Regions from separate parts of the Xenopus tropicalis genome. Here region 1 is linked to region 2. Evidence: chromatin contacts called from public Hi-C data. All regions are on one chromosome and are shown on one strand. Each heading gives the region's core, a stretch centred on a gene start, on an enhancer-like site or on the middle of the called end of the contact. The rest is flanking DNA. Distances are from core to core; before and after follow the strand shown. Region 1 has its middle 200 kb from the start of gpr22l. Region 2 holds the start of pim1 (Pim-1 proto-oncogene, serine/threonine kinase).

Region 1 (4,210 bases), core at 721-3,220, 200 kb after region 2:
AGATTGTAAGCTCCACTGGGGCAGAGATTACTGATTGAACATATAGGGAACTGTGTCACATGTTGGCAGGATATAAAGAAAGGATCATAACAATGACATCGCTCAGGTGAGGAACTAGACTGTGTCTCACCAAAAACCCCCTTCTAGTGTTCCAGTATCAGGACTTTCCTCAACAAAAAAATTATAAATGAGCCTGACTGTTTATCTCGAACAATGGAAAAAAACGTGTCTCCATAGAAGAAGAAATAGGGAACTTTCTGATGATTCCATTAACCCAATTGTAAACACAATTTCTGTGTTAGCCTGCTGAATTCACCCATTTCCTACAGAGCTTCTTGTTGTGCATGTTGTGGTGCCACCTAGTGGTCACATCAGGAACAAGCCACAGTGATTGAAGGTTAGCAGGTATGGTACCCATTATCCAGAATGCTTGGGACCTGGAGTATTCCAGATAACAGGTCTTTACCTAATTTGGATCTCTATACTTAAAGATTACTAAAAAGTTATTTAACATTAAATAAACTCAGAAGGATTGTTTTGCCTCCAATATTAATAATAATTATATCTTAGCTGGGTTCAAATACAAGCTTGTTTTATTATTACAGAAAAAAAATCAATTAAATTAAATTATTTGATTAAAATGGAGGGGATGGAAGATGGCCATCCTGTAATTTGGAGCTTTCTGGATAACAGATCCCATACCTGTATATGGGCAGCCAATTCTGTAGACAAATTTCAACAGAATAGGCTGTCCTCTTCCAAAGTACACAAGTGTGCATGCATTTTATGGAGAACATTCAGATCCATGGTTGTAGCAACAAATTCACACCTCTATCTGGAGTCAGGGTCCCCCAGTATATAGAACTCTCCCACAAAAGGAAAAATCTGTAATATGAAGGGGGCATCTCAATATGGCACATACATGGGAAATGGATATAGACGTATCGAAAGGGTTGGTTTAAAGGGGAAACTACACACCCCAATTTCTTTTTCTCATAATGAATGAAAGTCACACTTAGCTACTTTTCAAAATGTGATTTCATGTTATTCGTAAGTGTAATTGCAACTGAAAGCAGATAATTTTATACTGAAGCTCTCCTATAGCCAAGATTCTGGTTCCCAAAATGCCACACATGCACTTTCACAAGCCTGTTAAACAGCCGGCTGTTGCAAAGTTTTTTCAATAGTCAGAACCAAGAGTGCAGAGAATACTGTACCTGCACTGTTATAGCCTTCCTCCATGCAACTGCTAATGTGCTGGGCCTATTTAGGCCTGGACTGGGATTCCAACTAGTCCCTGGCATTTCAAGTACACAGAGGCCCAAACAGCCCCCCAGCCCAATAAACAGTGACTGTCTATGGCATCTTACAGAAGCCCCTCTGACATTGGCCTGAATCCACAGATTGTCAGTCTGGGCCTGGGCCGCAGCATGAGAGTATGTAACTGTGACATGTCCGACCTGCAGCGATATTATATAAAAGTATAAGCATCATTCTCTGGCAAATGCCAGAGCAGCTGCTGTAAGATGCCATAGACACTCACTATTTATTGGGCTGGGGGGGCTGTTTGGGCCTCTGTGTACTTGAAATGCCAGATCTGTGCTACGCTGATGTAGTCCGTTCCCAAGGTGCCTCCAGTTTGGGTCTATTAAAGTGATCAGCCTTCTGGGACTCCCCCTTGTACAATTGTCCCTGTGTCCCTTAATGTGCTGTGTCTTATGGCAGTATCACTGCTGGCTGACAAATTCCGCGAGTTTCCCATGGGGTCGGGGGGAATGCCCTGCTCCTTCCAATGGTCACATTGAATATAAAAATGGAAAACCCTGTTGCCTTTTTAAAAGATGTAGCGGTTCTTTGGCTAAATGTGAAGAAGATGCAGGAGCATGGGTAGTAGTGCCCAAGGCTCGTGCCTCTACCCCTAGTTTCCTACTTTTTACTAACTCCAGTATTTACACAATGGTTTGGGAGTTAATTTACCTGCACTGAAAGTCCATTGCACATTAAACGTGTGCCAAACAGAAATCTAAACCATTGTATATGGAGGTACAGTAAGTTGGCTATAAATACTGTACCTGGACATTACAAAATCCAAGTGCAGATACTGTGTATTTTCTGTTGTTGTTGTGTTTTTTTTTTTTTTTTTTTGGCAGAGCAGCTTGCCTCCATTTAGTAAATGATTCCCCTTTTGTCCCAATGACAGTACTGTACTCTCTAGCCAGAATAGAACAATGTTAAGGCAATTGCCTGGAGAGCCACAAGGCTCTCAGAAGAATCAGATAATGAAGCAGGCTGACACAGGCTGGGTGTGATCCTGGATGCTCTCTGTGTGTTACTGTCCTTGTGCTTTTTCTTCTTTATTGGCTTATTTTTGTCTCGCGGGGGGATTGCAGCTATGAAATTCTGGCGCCTAGATAGTTGGCTTCTTTAATGACTTACTTCCCAAAAACAACTCTCCTTTTCCCTTTGTTGTGCCGGAATCGTGAGCAGCTGCCAAAACATCTCTCTGTGCATTGTATGAGCGCCGGCGACGTATTGTAATGGGTGATAAGAGAAAGACAGGCTCTAAATTTGGGCACGGGACTCAGCTACAGAACAATGACTCAATGTGTTCACTTTCCTTGGCCTGACTAATGTCCAGTAAATTGTACTCAGGAATATGGCATTTGTGTTTATTAGTAACACAGGAGCCATCAACTGACGTCTGCCAGAAGCCAATAGTAAAATATAAATGGATGGACTCCAAGATTAGCTGGGCGTGTGTATGAGGGAATACAGGCCAGCACTGTGCTGAGCAGCTGTAATGTGGCCTGTCTGGGCTGATTACATTCAAACAAGGGCATTTAGAGAGTGAAATCAAAGCTGGCTTAGGCTACATTGTTTCAGGAGTCAGAAGCAATAGTGCAGAATATAAACAGCCATACAGATACTGACTTTAACAGTAGTTATAAATAACTTTCATTGAAAATTATCAAATTGGATATGGTGATTTATTTCATTTTACTTGTGTTTCCATAAGACTTTACAGCAGGAAATGAATAAACCTTATCACGAATTATTGCTTTATAGCCTGAGAAGATAAAAAGAAGTATAGGGGTGCTATGATTATAGGCTTTTGTTTCTTTTCTTATCTCCCCTGTTTCTCGTGTGAATAATTGTCATGCTGCTCTGTTGTGACACAGGACAAAGGGCCACTGACTCATGGACTCTTTTGCAGTGGAGACTGAGCTAGGAGCGGTGACTAGAGAACAGTACTTAGGTAAATATACAACACAAAGTGGCTCTCTCAGAATGAAAGATCGTGTATTTTTCCCATGCTGCTTCCTTTCACTAATCCAGGCAGACTGCTTTCAAACCAAAACAAGTACTTTTTAAAGAGGTACCACTTTATAGGAGTGGGTTTTATACCTTTTGGATTTGATTCCCTTTTAATGGACAAATTGGGTCAGTGTCCCCTTGCCTACAAATGAGCCATGTGTATAGTATACCTGCCAACATCTGAGTTTTAGAAAATTGGCCAAAGACAAGAGGTCCTCTGCACTCCCCCATTGGGTGCCCACCCCTTACCCCCTATGCACATAATACTTACTTTGCCACGATTGGTGGGCGGTGGTAGAGGGCAAGCTGGAATCGGGTCTGGCCTGGCGAGGCCCATCGGTTTTTCCTGGTGTCCCACCAGCCCAGTCCAATCCTGGGTACAAGCCAGAAAGATATTTCTGGATGCATTGCTTGGGAGAATATGTTGGTCCCCTTTTTTATTTCCACTATATACATATGCAGCACCAATATCACTTAATTTAGTGCTTATGCAAGTGGGCCCTAGATGCTTCTCTAATGCAGGGGTCCCCAAACTTTTTGACCCTTGAGCCACATATAAATATAAAAAGAGTTGGGGAGCAACACAAGCATTCAATGAACTCTTGGGGGTTCCAAAAAAGGGTGGTTATTAGCTATTTGTTAGCTCCTATATGGACTGCCAGCCTATAGGAGGCTCTGTTTGGCAGCACACCTGGTTTGGGGGCACTGGGAGCAACATCCAAGGGGTAGGTGAGCAACATGTTGCCCCTGAGCCACTGGTTGGGGATCACTGCTCTAATGGGTCCTGAAGGGCCCAATATGACCCTGTTAAGGCCTGTCTACCTAATAAAGTATAATATATTTGGTATTCTATATAACGTTTATCCATTAACAAAGTAGAAACTGTGAACATAAT
Region 2 (4,512 bases), core at 1,095-3,594:
ACGGAACTGCCCCAACGTCTATTTCAGATGCTAATTAGCGGTGCAAGCCCTTTGAGAGTGCGCACTCATGAAAAAGCCTCTGCAGGGCAGTTCCCAGAGTGGCCACTTGGCGCCAGGCATGAGCCCAATGTTGACATTTTTCTTGCCAGCTCTACAGTTCACAGGGAATCGGTTTTAGCCTCTTGTTTTTAACCGTTTATGGCGCACTTTTTTTTTTTTGTTTAGCATTTGACAGTTTGAATGGTTTTGTTTTGAACTGCAAAGACACAACCAACCCCTTTTTCCTAAGAGAGCCACGACCCGCTCTCTCGACTGTCAAATCAAAATATTTGGCTTATAAAATACATACACACAAGTGATATTTATTTCACTGCTATAGGTTAATATGCCATTTCCAGCCCAGTAGGCACCAGTAGAAAAAGACTCTCTAGGCACAAATAAGAATGCCCTGCAATCCCTAGAGGAGCCATGTTATGTAACTAGGCATCACCAAGCGTATCAAGCGATTCCCAGAGGAAGCTGCACTACTGATTTGATCTCATAAACATCATTTAATAATGCTGCTCCACCGTAAGATAGAATCCAGTTGCATTGCCCTTCGTGCATGCTGATACTCACCAAAACAAGAGCAGCTGTATTCATTCAGCATTTGCTCTGACTCCAAGGAATTGGGCTTTAAAAATACAGTCCCTAAGAGCTCACAGCCTCGCATGTAATTGCCTGCTTGCAGCTTTCCCTGATGGTAAAGGGAGGGTTGACTTGGACAGGGCCGACCAGAGCTTAAAATACATCTGAATTGGGCTGCCCTGCGTTATTTATATATCAGAGGTCACGGTTCCAGGGTTTGACATGATCCACGTTACAAAACAAACCAAATAGGTGTATTTGTTTTTGGGCTAAGGGCAGGCTGCCAGCGGGCAAAGTCTTTAATTGCAAGCTCCTTTTGGTACCGTGTATATATTTATCACAAGGAGTGTTTTACTCGCTCATATCTAGGGTGTTCCCAACACTCCCACCCAGCCAACAGCACGCACATTTGCACTGTCACCAACACTGCGTAGGCAATTTTTTTTTACAGTTATAGTGGTCAAAAAACACAATCCAATCAAAGCTTTATCATGATAAAAAGAGCCTGGGGTCAGTTTCAGGGTACCCCTGGGTCTCCAAACATCACAGGGGCCCCTGGGACTTGTAGTACAACAACAGCTATTAACTAATTCACATGGGATCCAGGCCTTGCATTCATGACTTTCATCAACAAAATTGAATTAAAAGGCACCCCTGCATGATAGGCTCACAAATCATCACAAATTTCCCTTTTAATAGCTTCAAAATAATGACACACTGGTTTTTCCGCAATAAACATAATACTCAAGGTTTCCAGTTTGTAATTGAAACCGTGGACTTTCCAATGGGCTGAAGCTGCTGTTTGTTTTTATTTTACACCCCCCCCCCCCCTCTTCAGGCTAAATATGTAAGTGCGTGGATTCCCCTTGCTGGTTACCGAACGCCCCCACCTACTCAGTGCTGTATTGATGGGAGAATCCAACACACCCCTTAGCTGCTGGAAAGCCACTGTTATGGATATCACATGATGATATTCCAGCATTCTAGTCAGCTGGCGGGGGGGATCATATCAGTCCCATGCCGCTCGATCATTCCCTGTGCGTATGATGCAGGAACCTGAGCATTATGAGTCACTGCCCAAACAAATATTTATATTATTCAAATGCATGTTTGCGGTTCCGTGGCTCAGCTGAGTATTGTAGCTGTGCCGCTTCGCTGTCATGGAGGTGGCGGGGTGCTGTATTTATTTTGTTAATTATCAGGTCCCCCTTCTAACAGCCAACATGTATCTAGTAGTGATAAGTCTAAAGCAACCGGACATGCTGAGTAATCTTGGAAACATCTCACCACTCATCTGAGCGGCTTCTTCAGTTTATTCTCTATTAGTAATAATGTATCTCTCTATTTCCCAGGTATTATACATGCAACATGCAAAATGCTTTCAAAATAAATGCTGATAATAATAATAACAACAATAATAATAATAAAGAAACTGGCAAGCCATGAAGAAACTGTCAGCTCTGCAGACTGTCACTTACCAGCTGGCAGGTCATCCTTAGGGAAAACCGAATTCAGATGATAATTGTGGATCTTCTGGTGGTAAATAACTTGTACCGATGACATTTTGGGGAGGTGGATGAGAAGTGGGAGAGGTAGGTGAAGAGGATTTCGGAGCAGTTTCAGTGCAGTGGCTGCAGGAGATTCCCCCCCTCCAACCACTGGTACAGTCCGGAGCTGCTGAAGTCCAAGCGAGAGATCAGTCCTCTAAGATAGCAACGTTCACATTGAGTGGAGCTCAAGGACTCTGCAACATGACACTGCCTGGGGAGGCAGGGGAGGGGTGGCGGTATCCTCCCACATTACCCTCCCCCCTGTGAGAACACACCTACCCACCCATCAATGACTAAGTATGGAACTGCCTAATTCTACAACAAACCTCAGGCTGTTTAGGCAGCTGGGGGCTGATTTAAGGGCAATTACTTACTATGCACAGGGAAACTACAGCCCGCTTTTTTTTGCCCTGGGGGTCGATCAGATTGTAAGCTGCACATAGGGGGAGCCCTGTCTTTTGGTAGATATAAGAACAAAACCTTTGCTCTTGTATAATAGGATAAAATACAATGAAATGTAAACATTATGCTCTGTTTGCAAGAGCTTACAATCTAAACAGTGGTCTTCAGCCACTAGCTGTTCAGCAACAGCCTGAGACTTATCAAAATAATAAAGACCCAAAAACTTCGAGTTGGACTTTTTACCTGCCAATCTAATGCAGCAAGAAATCTGACTGTTGGGGGAACCGTAGATTTTATGGTTCCAGGTTACGTTTTACACATGAAAAGTTATGTTTCTTTACAATATGCAGTTCACATAGCATTCACTGCAGCTGGCAAGCAAGGGGTTAATGACTTTATGATTAGACAAAAGCCACAAGTAATCTCTCAAATGAGCTTTGTGATGCCTTCAGTTATAAGTGGTTCTTGGTGATGTCATTTACACACACATAAATATTATATATACAGGTATGGCACCTGTTACCCAGAATGCTCGGTTTTCCAGATAAGAGGCCTTTCCGCAATTTGGATCTCCATACATTAAATTTACAAAAAAAATCATTTAAACATTAAACTAAATAGCGTTGTTTTGCCACCAGTAAGGATTAATTATATCTTAGTTGGGATCAAGTACAAGGTACTGTCTTATAATTACAGAGAAGATATAAATATTTAATTGAAATGGAATATTTGAAATTAAATATTTGATTAAAATGGAGTCTATGGGAAATGGCCTTATGTAATTTGGAGGTTTATGGATAAGGAATCCCATACTTTTATATGGAAAATAATACATATATATTTCAAGGGAAGTATTCACAGCATCTAAAGAGGTGCAAAAGGGGTTACAAATGAAATGATATAAGTGCGGGCCGCCATGATTGCTCTGATTGAGGTGACCTCACCCACTCACACTCATAAAACAGTGACCCCTGTCGGTCAGACCTTGCATTTTTGTTTCAATTCCAAACTGGTTTGTACAATGTCCCAGCTCTGTGTAATGCAACGTTATTGATTCCCCTTTAGCCTCACACAAGCAGTATGGGTTGTGCCTGTAGTACAGGAGTATGAGCGGCACGCTGTGCATAAACCTGACAGTAGTAATAACATAAATAACAATGTCTGTGCCAGTCAGGAGCTAATGATGGTCCTGCTTGGGCAATGTATGGGCTATATTTATTCTCATAATGTGCTGGCACTATTACATAGCACTTGACACATATCTTTTTTTTTTTTAAGGCACAGCGAAGGAGTGGCCTTGTGTGTAAGATACTGGAATCTGATTCAGCTCCTTGTGGAGTCATCTGCCACAGGTACCAAAAATTACTATCTGTACAATAAATGGAGTATATTTTTAATAGTGCTGTATAGGTTTAAAGGAGACATATCCTATAAAAATTATAAATGTACCAGTGAATTATTATTGAAAAATTCCACCAAAACCCCACTAGTCCCGCCCGTCTGTTCTACCTCCTGCTGGCTGAATTCTCTGGATGTGCAGGGGGGCCGGCGGCACTCGGTACACTGCAATGTAGGAACCAATCAGCAGCTAGGCTGACCTGATAGGGAACTGAAGCCTGTCTTTGCTTGTGTGACTGCAGGGCTGTGGTTGGCTCTCCCCTTCTTAAGGTGGCCATACACGGGCCGACTATAGCTGCCGATATCGGTCCCTTGGACCGATTCGGCAGCTAATCGGCCCGTGTATGGGGAGAGCAGAGCGGCCTGGCCGACCGATATCTGGCCTGAAATTGGCCAGATCTCGATCGGCCAGGTTAGAAAATCTGGTCGGATCGGGGACCGCATCGGCTCGTTGATGCGGTCCCCGATCCGACTGCCCCATTGCCGCCCACATAATCCGATCGTCTGGCCCCAGGGCCAAACGATCGGATTATTA

What was found. A called contact is a pair of places that touch in the nucleus more often than the background predicts.
Region 1: a contact with region 2 is called in a Hi-C map of liver, with 3 times the contacts expected there. The contact joins the enhancer-like site here to the promoter of pim1 in region 2. A contact is called at or near these places in 5 of 5 Hi-C or Micro-C datasets (brain, gastrula embryo, liver and 2 more).

What each region holds. Positions count from the first base shown.
Region 1 is chr4:137,135,966-137,140,175 of UCB_Xtro_10.0, forward strand. No RefSeq gene overlaps it. Among named protein-coding and RNA genes, the nearest start is that of gpr22l, 200 kb to the right of the region's middle. Within about 2 kb of position 1,971, at least 7 of the 11 cell types and tissues checked have an H3K27ac peak or open chromatin away from gene starts, as enhancers often do. A contact at or near this core is called in liver, where this site is marked.
Region 2 is chr4:136,931,111-136,935,622 of UCB_Xtro_10.0, forward strand. It overlaps pim1 (Pim-1 proto-oncogene, serine/threonine kinase), which reads right to left and starts at 2,345. Exons shown (of 7, transcript NM_001008131.1): 1 at 2,106-2,345. The coding sequence starts at 2,190. It overlaps LOC105947016 (a long non-coding RNA gene), which reads left to right. Exons shown (of 4, transcript XR_004222442.1): 3 at 3,858-3,931.